Linked DNA regions of Mus musculus: all the other regions are linked to region 1. Evidence: chromatin contacts called from public ChIA-PET and promoter capture Hi-C data. All regions are on one chromosome and are shown on one strand. The core of a region is the stretch at or near the end of the contact, and the rest is flanking DNA. Distances in the headings are between cores, read along the strand shown.

Region 1 (4,396 bases), core at 811-3,310:
CTGACAAACGGAGACTGGAATCACCCTCAAAGAACTGCTTCTAAACAGGTCCACATCCCCTTGTCTATGTACCATCTTTTCTCCCCTCCCTTCAGACAGTGGGCTAGAAGGGGTGTTGAAGTGGTTGACAATGCTTATTAAGTGTAAGTTTTAAGACTCTAAGCCTACAAAACTGTGCCCGAAGTTTATCCCACCAAGTTTCCTGGTCCTTTGTTACGCAGCCTCTGTTCTAATGTGTGTCTCTAGTGAGGCAGCAGAGAGGAGTTTGCCTCAACTTATCTGTCAAGCTATATGAAGGCCCTCACAGAGGAGCCTCGTGATCAACCCCTCGCCAGATGTGTTCTGGCTGGCCCTCCTCCAGACTCTGCTCCTGTATAACAAAGATAACCCCTCTCTCTTGTTCCATTATTTCAGTCAAAATGTAGATCATGAGAGATGAGTGTAATTAATGCACCACTGAATTTCAGCATCCATTCTGGGTGTTAGACAGTCTCGAGCTTGTGCACATTTCTACACATATTACATAAATGCCATGTCAAATCAGCAGCCATCCAAAATTTAACATTCATGCTTGGTTTAACAGAATGTCAAGCTAATCAATACTGCTTCACACATCGGACACCAATGAGTACTGCTATAAGCCTAGGCATATAATCAAATTTCCTACATTTAAAAAACCCAGGGCTAGAGAGATGGCTCATTAGTTAAGGCATCTAGCTGTTCTCCCTAAGAACCTAGATTTGATGATACACACATGGTGGCTCACAAAGGCCTGTAACTCCAGTCCCAGGCTATCCAATACCCTCTTCTGGTCTCTGGACACCAGACACATACATGGTACACACCAATACATTTATGCAAAAACACTCATACAGATAAAAATGAGTAAATTGTAGAAAAACCCACTGGATTTCTATTCCTTTCACACACACACACACACACACACACACACACACACACACACACACACACTTTCTCAAACCCTAACTATAAGGTCATGAATATATACCCATTTTCACAGATGTGGAAACTGGGGTTCCCAGGACATATCCCAGTCACACTGTCAAGTGGGTTCTCTTAGCCTCAGAAGTCAGGGAGTAGAGGAAGAATCACTCCCACAGTCTAAAGACAAATGCAAAGACAAGCAAATAAACGTAAGGAAATTCTGCCACAGAAATGATCAAAACAGATGACTGTGGAATAACGTCTTCTGCCTGTAATAACAGGTGCACTAGCTGGGCTCCCCTTGGCTAGACTGCCAGCTTACTGAGGCGTTTAGACCCCAGCTCATTCATGTTTACACCCCAGCTAGCAAGGCTCCTGGTTCAGAAGGCGCAGTTTAAAAATAACCACGAATAAATGTTTATAGAATGAATGCTATTTAATGTGTCCCTTCCGGAAGCCAAGTGTTCAGACGAGGACTCTTCTACTCCCTGTAAACCAGTGTGTCTGCTGGGCACGCAGCAGCCAGAGCATTCAACAGGTGTAGTCAACGGGCAGGCTCCTTGCTTTCCAAGCAGGGTTGGGGTGTGGCTCGGTGGTAACATGCCTGAAAAGCACGACTCTGGGTTCAATTTTCCAGCAACTCAAAATACAAAACAAAACCTCAAACCCAACAAACAAAACAACAGTTGGCCATTTTAAGTCATATAATATAAATTCAAGCCAAATCAGTGAAGGTATTTGTAAGAAGCACGCAGCTTGATGTGCGTGTACACTTCCTTCCAAATCAGTCTAGAAAACACACTCTGGGTTCCTGGGAGGACCGAATTTTGGCTTCTGTAGAAAGCAAAGCTGTTTCCCCGGGTGCTCGCAGCACCTCTACAATCAGCCCTGGCAAGGACCAAGCAATCTGTACTTCTGGGTGCGTCCCTCGCGTTTATAGCGGATTCCAGAGAAAGCCTTCCAAACTGGCTCCAAACCAGGGGTCCGGAGCCAGCCCCGCCCCACCCCGCCGCCACCTGCAGAGACGGGCGCCCCGCCCACCCTGACGTCACCGGGCTCCGGGCGGCGCCGAGTAGGGCTCCGGGGATTGGCCAGAGTTCGTGACGTCACGAGCCGGGGCGGCCCCGGACTGGCGGGGCCCCGGGGTGCTTGGGTTCCTTTCAAGGCGGGCGGTGGGGGTGGGGGCGGGGCGGAGGCGGAGCGGGCGGTGTAAACAGACCCGGGAGCCGTGAGCCCCGGAGGAGGCGCGGGCGGCGCCGCCATGGACTTCCAGCAGCTGGCAGATGTCGCGGAGAAGTGGTGTTCCAGCACGCCCTTTGAGCTCATCGCCGCCGAGGAGACGGAGCGCAGGATGGACTTCTACGCCGACCCGGGCGTCTCCTTCTACGTACTGTGTCCGGACAACGGCTGCGGCGACAGCTTTGTGAGTGCACGGGACGGGCGCGCTCCGCTTTGCCCAAGCTCCTCCAGGGGGGCCGGGTGGGGCGGATAGCGGTGGCAGGGTGCCAGGGTGCCAGGGAGCGGAGGTGTGGCAACCTACCGGACCATCGCGCACCGGGCGCGTGGCTAAGAGCATCCCATGGGAGCCTCTATGGGGCACCCACCGGGCGGGGCTCATAGTCCCTGCGGCAGGATCCGAGGTCGGGTCCCCGAGAGGTGTCAGTCCCCCTCGGGGTCTCAGACACAACTCTGCAGCCGCTCCTCCCAACAGGGCCCCCTCTCCAGCCTGCGAGTCTCTCAAACGGACACAAAGCCTCTGTCCACACCCGCAGTGATAGATCTTTTGGACCCTCTTTGCGGAATTACGCCCTGGAGCTTAAAAATGCACGCGCGTGCACACGCGCGCGTTCGCGGGGGCACGCCTATCCCGGGTCTCCTGCTTCCCTAGCTCCTCAATGAGCTGCCAGCAAGTGTTTGTAGCCCATTCGGGTTCTAGCCTGCCATGAGGCTACTGTGTCCTCGCCGAGGCCTTTCGGCTTTTCCAGAGGAAAACCCCACACACCCAGGTCCAGAGGGACCAGAACCAGGAACTACAGCGACCATACCTTTGGCCAGCATCCCTCCCACTAGGTATTCTGGTGCTGACAGTTTAGGAAGGAGATACTGAGAGCACGCGGTTGTGATGGGAGGTGTGTAGGCAGGGCAGGGATGGCGCTTCGTGGAGTGTTTGTAAGCACTGTAAATAATAGTCCCCAAATGTAAGATGGAGGCAGCTGGGGATGAGGGTAATCGTGTGGTCGATGGCCTGAGGCTGGAGGCGCTGCTGCAGCAGAGGAAGATGGGGTGGTGCATGGTGCATCGACCGCTTGGCTCATCAGGTGAAATGACAAAGCTGGACATATCCCCCCACCCCGCTGGGTCCGTACACCTCATCCATCCATGGGAAGTTCAACCTAGGATCCCTGAGACCCGGACAGGACAGGTGCACATCTGCCCAATAAAATATGATCCTGGTTTTGGGTGGCAGCTAGATTTAGGTTCTGTTCACTTGTCTTCCCTTGAGTTGCCTACCCACAAAATTAGCTTCCTAATACCAGTTCTCTGGCAATCTTTGAAGTAGACCTAGCAGTTTGATGCACAGCAAGTGTCCTGCAAATTTAAAGTTCAGAGACCTAGTGTTCCCCCCTATCTTTGTATAAACTCTTACCTGGAACTAAGAATGTAGCTTAGTTAGAACACTTGTGTAGTGTGTGTAAAATCTGTTAAGCATTGAAGGAATTTGAATTAAGTAGCATCTCTGCTATTTGGAAATTTTGTTAACAGTAAGACTATTATATAGCATCTTTCAGTTTACAAACTTTAAGATTGTTTAAATAGTTACAAACACTGATGAAGGCTTGGTCTCTCCTTGGTCAGAGGTATCTATCTGACGGATGGCACTGTGCCTCTAAGCACAGGTAGTTGGCTCTAAAGGAATATAGCAGTACTTAGCCCCTATTCTGTTCGGCCATCCCCAGGTGCACACTTCTGTCTGTGTTCTTGGGGACATCACTCTCTTCCAGGCTTAAACAACTATGTCCTCCTGTTACCTGACTTCAAGTGGCAGCCTGTTGTCACTGGATGCCAAGCAGGGCTGCTTGGGAGTACCCCTGGCTTGTGGTGCTCATATCTGGGAGCCTGTGTTAGTGTAATCGCTGTAAATGTCACTGCCGTCTGCAAGACAGATTCCAGCCCCAATTCTAAAAACCTCCTAACTCTCTCTCTCTTCCCCACTCGGTGTCCAGATCATCAGAGTTCCGCCAGCATCGTGAGGCAAGCATATGCAGGGCCCTGTTCCTCCGTGCCTGTGAGGGCACTTAGGGGTGATCCCTCACATGGCTTGTCTCTTCCTGTACCCAGGCAAGACCCCAGGATCTTGTCTTCTGGTGCTGGAGATCTGAATTCAGGTCTTCATGCTTGTATACAGCAAGCACTTGACCCACCGAGCCATCTGCTCAACCTTGAAAGATGC
Region 2 (4,499 bases), core at 353-2,852, 150 kb after region 1:
ATGGTATACACCTTTAATCCCAGCATTCAGGAGATAGTCAGGTAGATCTCTCTGTGAGTTAGAGGTTAGTCTGGTCTATAAAGCCAGTTCCAGGACAGCCAGACTGTTACAGAGAAGAAACCCTGTCTTTTAAAAAAAAAGAAGGAAGAAACCTAGCTCAAAACAGCATTAACTAGAAAGAAGTAAATCTGTTTGTGGTGAATCCTAGTCCACCTTCTTGCCAACTGCTTGTGCTTCAATCCTTTTTTCATTGTGTGTGTGTGTGTGTAGGGGGGGCAGGGGGCATGTGCATGCAGTGTGTGGAGGTCAGAGTTCAATGCTAGATGACTTTTCTGTTGCTTTTCAACCGTGTCATGTATGCTGACGCCTGTATGACAGGGTGAGGTGGAAACTTAAGAGTTCTTTGGAAAGTTGGTTGTGTTAGATGGTGTTTTGCTGGGACAAACATGTGAAGGAGCGTTTCACTGAATGAAGCAGACATAGGAGAAAAGATGTTCTAAAGCAAGCACGTGAAAGGACGAGGGATGAGGATTCTTTGCTAACAACACTAATGTATTGGCCTGCCTTACGATGTGTAGTTGAGCTCTGTTGGGACTCCTTAGAGAGAAATGCACTAAAAAACTTGTGGTGGTGTGCCTTGGATTTTTGCTGCTTCTGTGGACTTGGCAGAGTGACGTCAGCTGAGACAGCTGCACGTGCAAGACACAAGCTGAGCAAGACTGGTGGAGGACATGTGATATTTGGAGGGCAAATAGAAAGGACTAGTCGGACAGGGATGGGAGCTGAGCTAGACTTGCTTATTGAGCCAGCTGTGCAATGCTTCGCTTCACTGAGAGAGACACAGCTGAGAACGTCTCCTGGCATTCCTCCTGGTCCTTCATGCTGACTCCTGCCAAGGCCAAGGCCTGGCTGTCTCTACTAGGTAGTGCCACCTCTGCTGATCTGTGTTTGCTAGCCCAACTCTACTGAACTGAACTGCTGTTGTATCTGTGAGGTGTTTGCAAGTGGATCGAGCTGCCGCTGCTAACCTGTGAACTGAACTGCTGATTTCCAGACAACACAGAAGGGAGTTGCTCCATAGAACCTTTCTAAACAGGTCCACTTCCCCCGTATTCTTCTTTCTTACTACCTCTGGTGGGTGGTGGGCTAAAAGGAAAGTTAAAGCACTAAAGAACCATCATCAAAAATAGATTTTGAGCAGAGTGGTGGTGGAACACATCTTTAATCCCAGCACTTGGGAGGCAGAGGCAGGCGGATTTCCGAGTTCAAGGCCAGCCTGGTCTACAGAGTGAGTTCCAGGACAGCCAGGGCTACACAGAGAAACCCTGTCTTGAAAAAACCCTAAATGAATGAATGAATGAATACATTTTGAAAAAGTTAAAGTTATAACAGGGTGTGTGGATAATGTGCATGTGTGTGGGTGATGTGCATACATGTGGAAGCCAGAGGTTGACACTGGGTGTCTTTCTCTGTCATTGTCCACCTTTAGTTTGAAACATAGAGCTAGCTTTCTGTTTCTGATAGACTAGCTGGCCAGCATTGCAGAATCTGCCTATCTCCTTCCTGTCAGCAGCAGGGTAACAAGTGTATCTCACTCTTCCGTGTGCTAGAGATCTAACCCCAGAAGCTAGCTGATTCTAAGCAAGTGCTACACACTGAGCCATCTCTCCAGCCCCTCCACCTTGCTTTTTAAGACAGCTTCTTGCTGGACTGGGAGCTCACCTGGAGCTGGGCTAGACTGGCTGCCAGACTCAGGTTCTCATGCTTGTGCAACAGCCACTGTGGTGACTGGTCCCTCTCTCTAGTCTCTATATGTTTTTAAATTTCTTCATAATTCTCTTTTTAGACTATTGACTTACGCTTCATAGCACATTTGCTGTGCCAGAGTTGTAGTAAAAACTTTGCAAGTATTGATTGCTTCCTAAGATGTACTTGACGGCTACATTATGATATTTTAAAACAGCATCACTGGTCACTAAAACCATTGACATTTAAATCATACAAAAACGTACTCTAGAAAAAGGTAGTATGCTGTTGGTGTAAAAATCTCTGTTTCCTTGCTACTGAACAAAGACAGGCGACAGGCGATGTTCTTTGAGCTCTGTAAATGAGATGGTCGTAGTTGCCTTAGAAGGAGAGTGAAATACACTGCTTAGAGCTTGGCTTTTGTTTTGTTTCTTTAACATGTTTATTGTGAGATAGCAGCATCCTTTTCTGGAGACTCCTGATAATGTGGTCACACTGTGTTTTGCATGTGCACACATGTGTGATGCTGCTGTGTATGCCTTCTCCCCTCCTGACTATTCAGTTACTAGTTGCTCTTACTCTTTGTTTAGCTTTTTGGGTCTTTGGAGGGGGGCATTTATTTTCCTCAAATATGTGATGGTTTTGTTTTGACTGGTCACGTAAACACTAAATTGAAGCACTTGTAAGCTAATTAGAAGCTTTCTGCACAAAATAATCATCTGTCTGAGCACTTAGGAGTGTGTTCTCTTGGACTTGGTCATATTTTCCAGAACTGGCTTTTCTTACATGTAAGAAGTCACCATCCACATGTCCCCTGCAAAGACTGCATGCAGGCTAGCCTCATACTTGTGATTAATACTCTAGCTTGAGCCTCCTGAGTGCTGGAGTTACAATTCAAAGGTGGATTTATTTTATGTATATCAGTGTCTGGGTGACGGTATATGCAAATGGGTGTTGGGTGTGTAAGTGTGTACAGGAGGGTGTTCACCGCCTGGGAGTTGGGATGCCTGCTTTGTCTGTGGATCTTGGGATCCAAACTGGGACCTCCTGATCTGAGTAGGCGCTCTTGACCTCAGAGCTGTTTCTCTAGCTCTGGGAGACATGCTTGTTTTTTAAGCCTTACTTTTAATTTTATGTGTGTGAATGGCTGGCCTGTATCTATGAAAGAATGCCTGGTGCCTGCTGAAGCAAGAAGAGGGTGTCATATATATCCCTTGGAACTGGAGTTGTGGGAGACTGTGGAACCAAACTCAGACTGTGGAACTAAACTCAAAATTGTCTACAAGATTAATAAGTAATAAGTGCTCTTAACCACTAAGCCATCTCTCCAGCCCCAAGACATAGCTTTTTATTCCCATGTTACAGGAGCATAGCAAGAAAGATTTTTTTGTTGTTGTTGTTTTTAAAGAGAAAAAGTTGTTTTTGTTTTTTTTTCCCTCGGATTCAGTATCAAATGTCTCTTTGCCTTTGACCATTGTGTTGTCATGGTCCAGGAAGGTACCTCTAAACACAGCATCTCTAGTAGAACTGGGACTTCCTGGCCATCCAAAGCCCAGGAGCCCCTCTGGGCGGGTCCTTACCAATTCTTGTGGGCGGGCTTACCGCTTCTTGCCTCACCTGGGCAGTGCTGCCCTTTGGACAGACCTTCACTCCAAAGAGGCTGAGTCTGCCTCTGCTTTTCTGATTTTATGTGAAAATTATCACTCATTTACATGCCTTCCAAAGACTGAGTACTAGTTTTTCATTGTGTCATTAGATTAATTTTGTATATTAACTTATATATTTTATTTTGGGAACTGTGAGATGGATCTATTGATAAGAGAGTACTTGCTGCCAAACCTGACAACCTGAGTTTGGTCCCCAGAACACACACAGTGGAGAGAGACCTGTCAGAGCTCGCTCTTTACGCCCTCTGCTCCCCAAACTGTAAGCCAGCCCTAGTTAAATGCCTCCTTTTACTCCTTTTAAGAGAGTTGCCTTGCCATGGCGTCTCTTCTCAGCAGTACAGTCTTTAATTGGCAACCTCAGACAGTTTTGAAACCCACTTTTCTGTTTAATGTGTTTAGGGGATTTTTCTGTGAGAGCATATAAACCCAACTCTTGTTGTTAGCCATTTTGTGTTTACATTTCTATGATACATAGGCACTGTAGCTCCTTAAATCTTTCCTGTTACTGAGCATCTAGGAACGTTCTAGTTTTTGTGTCTGTTAGAGATTAAGTAGGACCTTGCATGTGCTAGTCGTCAAGTGCTCTCCTGCTGAGCTCTTTCCAGTATTGTAATAAGTATCACTGACTATGTCTTTGTACATGCACAAACTCTTCCAGTATGGATGCTGTTTTGACAGCAGTAGGTATAATAGAGTGAGGTATCAATCACCTAAGATTAGTGTTAGATTCAAGAAAGCTGCATTCATATGCAAGCCATGCTTCAGGGCTTCCCAGGCCACTACTTCTCAGGTTTTTTGGTTATTTCCCAGTACTGGCATTGAGTCCAAGGCTTCCTGTATGCCAAGCAAGTGCTCTGGAACACCAGCTCCCTCACTGTTTGCGATAAGATCACATTAAGTTGCCTAGGCAAGCCTCAGACTTGTGATGATCGAGTTCTAGCTTCCAGAGCAGCTGGGCTAACAGGCTGGGCTCCCATCCTGAACTTCTCAGGTTTGGTAACTCAGCACTGATGTACACAGCTCAGGAGAACTCGGCCATTACTATTGCAGCTTGATTATGAAAATTAGAACAGGGCCAGCAAAATG
Region 3 (5,022 bases), core at 1,751-4,250, 250 kb before region 1:
TTAGTGCCATTAGTCGAAGCAAGGGGTTTAGATGGAAGATGGGATTGTTCGTTTGTTTGTTTTTGTTTTTGAGACAAGTTCTTTTGTTTTTTGCGTTTTTGTTTTGTTTTTGTTTGTTTGTTTTGTTTGTTTATTTGTTTGTTTGTTTTGAGACAGGGTTTCTCTGTATAGTCCTGGCTGTCCTGGAACTCACTCTGTAGACCAGACTGGCCTCGAACTCAGAAATCCACCTGCCTCTGCCTCCCAAGTGCTAGGCTTAAAGGCGTGCACCACCACCACCCGTCGAGACAAGGTTTTTTATGTAGCCTTGGCTATCCTGTTTTGTTTTGTTTTGGGTGTTTATTTGTTTGTTTGAAACAGTTTCTCTATACAGTCCTGGCTGTCTCGGAACTCACTCTGTAGACCAGGCTGGCTTCAAACTCACAGTGATCCACCCAAGTGCTGGGATTAAAGTTGTGTGTCATCACTGCCAGAATGATGGGTTTCTCTTAAAGGAGCTTCCATTGTAATAGAATGGCAGCTACCAAAATGAAGGCACCGGGTACCACTGAGCTGAGACATCGTGTGTGATGTATCCAGCTGCTGCCCCAGTGAACATGCCCTTCATTAGGCTCTGGGCCGGGCAGTGAGGCAGAAAGGAATGTTGTGGATTCATTTTCATATACAGCTCTTCTTCTCAGAAACCCCCTGACTTGGACAAGCCTGTTAACTTCTGAGCTTCCTTTTTAACACTAAGCTGAACTCTGAGCTTGCTCAGGTGATCATTACTTCCTCCCGCAGGTCCATCCCTTCTGTATCAGCTCTCCATCCAGGAAGCATCACCCTTCACCCAGAACCTCAGGGCCCCTCTCACCTTCCTGTCAGCTAAGCTGCTACTTCCTAGAGGACAGAGCTGCAAATCCATCTTTGTTCTCTGAGTACCAGAGCACTTTCATCATGTAAGAGCTGGTTTGTAAATATTTGGCATGGTGAAGCGAAGACATGCTGCAAACCACCTGGGCTTCCTTGGTACCTTTCTACTAAAGATCCCAAGAAGTTGCAGAACCATCATAAACATACACCTGGAAGTGAGCTACCGCAGGTGTTTGGTGAACGATGGGAGGAGATGGGAAGGTTTATTCTTCTCAAGTTACATTTTTCCACTAGAAATACACTTAACTGTAAGATTGGACCTCTAAAAACTGTTATTTCCCAAATAGGACTCTCCTATTTGGAACAAAATGGGTAGTAAATAAATAAATACTAGTGTAAGAAAGAGAGAAGGAAAGAAAGAAAGAAAGAAAGAAAGAAAGAAAGAAAGAAAGAAAGAAAGAGAGAGAGAGAAGCCCCCATATCAGTGGTTTATACAAACAGCATTTTTTTTTTCCATCTAATAAATAGACCAGAGTTGGATAGCTGCTGGCTTTGTCTCAGGTGCTTAGCAACACCACACTGTCTCCATCTTCTACTCTGTTGTAGATAGTGGTGGTAACACATTAGTTGTTTCTTGGTTAAAATCTAGGTGTAGCATCACTAGATACTGAAGCATAAAGAGAATAGGGAATGGAAGGGCAGAGGCAGACAGACAGACAGACAGACAGACAGACACACAGATACACACAACTCCCACTTCCAATTTATCAATCCAATGGAGGTCGCCAGGTAACAAGTGCCTTTACTAGCCAAGCTATCTCATCTATTCCTACTATATTAACTTTGATAAGGTTTATTATGGTTGTTGTTGTTGTTGTTTGAGGGGCTTTGCTTTGTTTTCTTTTGGTAGTACTGGGAATTGAACTCAGCTAGTGTGCTAAGAAAGTCTCGGTGATCAGGAAAGGCACTGGCACTATAGTCTTTAGTCTTTAACTGGTCATCACTCTGGATTCTGTCCATAGAGACGATGGGGAGAGCGGCTTAGGTATTTGGAACGTGGCTCCCAGAGACTGAATCCTGTTGCAATGTCCAGAGAAAAAGGATGCAAGAAGGACCACTTGTGCCATGAGACACTGGGTTCTTGAACACAACAACTTCATGATGTTTTCAGCCCCAAATAGCCCCACTCTGCAGACACCATCACTTTGAATCAAGCATTTAAAAAGCTGAATTAGTATATCCTCCAGAAACCGCCCAGCTTGTAAGATAAATGACTGGCCATGCAACTAGTTTGTGCTTTGGGGCTCCGTAGAAGACCTGGTGGGATTTCTACATGGCCATGGAAATAATTCTTCTCTGCAAATTGAGCTTTCCTTCCTTTTCGAACCAGAACACAAGTATGCCTAAGATGTGAGAGGCAGGAAATGCCAGCCTGAATTGCTGCACTTGGAGCAGCTGAGTGTACACAGGAGCCTCAGGCATAAATCTCCAGCATTCTCCAAGCTCTGGACAGCCGGACAGGGAAATGGGACAGACTCGCTTCACTCTAGATTTCAAACTGCCTTCTTCCCACTTCTGCCCCACCGGAAGCTACTTACCTCCCTGTGTTACCAGGATATTTTGTGCTCACCTATCTCTGAGAGCAAGCTTCTCTACCTCCCCCTCCCGCCCCCCAGCTCTCTCCACCCACACACCCACCCCTGCCTCTCAAGCCCAGGTCTGAATTGGGTGTCCCTCTGCTTTGTACACGTTGGATGTTCTCTTGGCTCCGTATTGTAAGTACCTGCTTGTGCTCATCGGGACAACCGGCTGTCCCATTCTCCTTTTGTCCCCTTGCATATACGCGCTGTCTGGGGCTTAGCGAGGGCTCAGAAATGTTTGTAATATATAGACGAGGTGGCGTGCAGGGGAACTCCAGCCCTTGGCCCCATTGTCCCCGTGGCTCACACTCGGGACTCTGTACCTGGGAGCTGCGCCGCCGCGCAGCCAGGACCGCCTCCTGGGTGCCAGAGCGACCCCGCCCTCTGGACCGCGTCCCCGTGCGCTGGGCGGCGAGGCTCCAGGGCGGCCGCCAGGAGCAGGTGGGGGCGGCGGCTCCGCCTCCGCGTCCCGGCAGCGCTTAAGCCCGGCTGGGAGCGAGCGAGGAGCGCAGAGTCCAGCTTAGCCGGGCGCGCAGAAGCAACGCCAGGCACTGTCTGCAGCCCAGCCGGGATCCTCGAGGCGACGGGGACGACGGAGACGACGGGGACGACGGAGACGACGGGGACAGCGGGGACGGAGGCGCCAGCTAAAGTCCAGTCGGCCGGGTTACGGCCAGCTGCAGGTAGCTGCTCTGCTCGCGTCCGGGCCCTGGGTTAAGTAAGTGGCCGATTGGGGTTGTCGCGGAGGGTATTGGGGACAGTCCCGAGGTAGAGTGGCCTCCCGCGTTGTCAAAGACGCTGGGTGAGTGAGAGTGCCCAGGACCCTCTCCAAACTGTAGTCCCCAGCCGCGACTACGTCTGGGAGCTGCTCCGTGCAGCCCTAGCGGCAACCACTCGCTCCCTGCCCGCCACGGGTCGGAAAGGGACCATGGCTACACCAGGTCACCTCAGGGCTCCCTGGTGACCTCCCAGGACAGCACTCTTCCGTTATCAGCTTCTGGCACGGAGGCCTCTTAGTCTGATGCCCCAAGGGGGCTCTGCTTCCCTTCCCCCACGTCACCCCCCACCCCTCCCCTGAGAACAAAAGGGCGGATCTTGCTTGTGTTGGGGATGTTAAGGAAGGGTCCCTGGCGATTAGGAGAGATCTGGGAACCTGCACAATCAGACAAGGACTGAGGATACTGGACCATTTCCCAGAAAGAAAGCCAATTCCTGAGGGAAAAAGTGACTTATCCAAGGTCACACAGTTCCTGGTGACAGAGTCGGGCCAGGAGCTGAGTCCTGACTCCCCGAGGCTTATCTGTAAGCCTGCCTAGGTCAGGAGCCAGAGAGTGTATGTGTCTGTCTATCCATTATCTCTAGCCATTTACATCTGGCCACAAATGGCCTTTAAAGTCCTTTGGAGGTGTGCGGGACTGGGTAATTGTGGCCATTCCCCCGGATACCTAGCCAGGAGCTCACGGGGAGCAAGCTTGGGAGAAGAACACGCTCTCCTGTAGGATGCCAGGCATCCATTCCCCTGTGGAAACAATGTCTTCTGTGTGCTTGGAGTGTCTGCCATGAGTGTGAGAACCTGAGTTGGGTAGATGTTCTGCCCAGAAACCCAGGAAGCCTGTCTAATGGCCTCAGGAAAAACCAGAAGTATCTCTGACACACACACAGTCTGGGGACTCTCTGAGGAAAGTTTCCAGTGGGACAGTGGTATTCCTCTTCTGTGCCTGGGGTCCTTGGATGTAAGTGAGAGCATTTGTTGGGCAGACTTGTGTGACTTTAAAAGCTTGTGTGCCTCACTGTCTTTGCCTTCGTCACCTCAGAGAGGGCCAGGAGAGGGTTTCTTGCTGCCAGTTAGTATTATAATCATCAGACACTCTAGCCTTGTTTTTAATGTTCACTCCTTTTACTTTCTATGTAAGTATTTTTCGGGCATGTATGTCTATGCACGACTCTGTGCCAGGAAACCCCTAGAGGTCAGAAGAGGGCACTGGATCCTCTGGACTAGAGTTAAGGATGTAATGTCCCTGAACCACTATGTGGGTGCTGGGAATGAGTCCTAGTGTTCTACAAGATCAGAGTTTCCACTGATAAACTACCTGTCCAGTCCCAGCCTTCTCCTAAAAGCTGTCCTCTCTAAACTGTAAAGTAGTGGTAGAGGTCAGAAGTGGACTGCCTTTGGGCTTCCTACTGGCCTGGGCAGACCTTCAAGGCACTTTAGGTCTAGACATGCTCCCCATACATAGAAACTCAGGAAGTTGTGTGCTTTAGACTTGTGCACATCACTTGGGGCTTTTTTTTTTTTTTTTTTTTTTTACTTCAATAACAACGTAAGTGGATATTTGATGCTGAAGGGCACTGGGCATGGCAGGGCACAGGCTGCTGAAGTCTGCCAGCTAATGTACTTTAGAGATGCATTTTAAAGCAAAACCAAATCAGGAAAACAGGGAGAAGGACAGGGGAGAGAAAACCAGTGGGGAAGTAGCAGGAAATGGCCAGGCACTGTAGATGCTTCCATATGCATTAACTCAAGCCCTGT

What was found. ChIA-PET counts read pairs in DNA pulled down with a chosen protein or histone mark. Capture Hi-C pulls out chosen DNA fragments and counts their contacts.
Region 2: an RNA polymerase II ChIA-PET map of memory CD8 T cells shows a contact between it and region 1, with 6 read pairs. The contact joins the enhancer-like site here to the promoter of Mturn in region 1. A contact is called at or near these places in 4 of 39 promoter capture datasets (cranial neural crest, liver and pre-B cells), 1 of 484 Hi-C or Micro-C datasets (CD4 T cells), 4 of 115 datasets of contacts at active chromatin or transcription factors (bone marrow-derived macrophages, embryonic forebrain, forebrain and 1 more) and 2 of 9 other capture datasets (adipose tissue and liver).
Region 3: a contact with region 1 is called in a promoter capture Hi-C map of pancreatic islet. The contact joins the promoter of Wipf3 here to the promoter of Mturn in region 1. A contact is called at or near these places in 2 of 39 promoter capture datasets (hippocampal neurons and stem cell-derived epiblast-like cells) and 1 of 9 other capture datasets (pancreatic islet).

The regions. Positions count from the first base shown.
Region 1 is chr6:54,679,564-54,683,959 of GRCm38.p6, forward strand. It overlaps Mturn (maturin, neural progenitor differentiation regulator homolog (Xenopus)), which reads left to right and starts at 2,061. Exons shown (of 3, transcript NM_001289740.1): 1 at 2,061-2,368. The coding sequence starts at 2,207.
Region 2 is chr6:54,826,904-54,831,402 of GRCm38.p6, forward strand. All of the region lies in intron 1 of Znrf2 (zinc and ring finger 2), which reads left to right. Among named protein-coding and RNA genes, the nearest start is that of Znrf2, 12 kb to the left of the region's middle. Within about 2 kb of position 1,603, at least 18 of the 459 cell types and tissues checked have an H3K27ac peak or open chromatin away from gene starts, as enhancers often do. A contact at or near this core is called in memory CD8 T cells, where this site is marked.
Region 3 is chr6:54,426,686-54,431,707 of GRCm38.p6, forward strand. It overlaps Wipf3 (WAS/WASL interacting protein family, member 3), which reads left to right and starts at 3,001. Exons shown (of 9, transcript NM_001167860.2): 1 at 3,001-3,175. It overlaps 9130019P16Rik (RIKEN cDNA 9130019P16 gene), which reads right to left and starts at 3,536. Exons shown (of 14, transcript NR_033635.1): 1 at 2,636-3,536.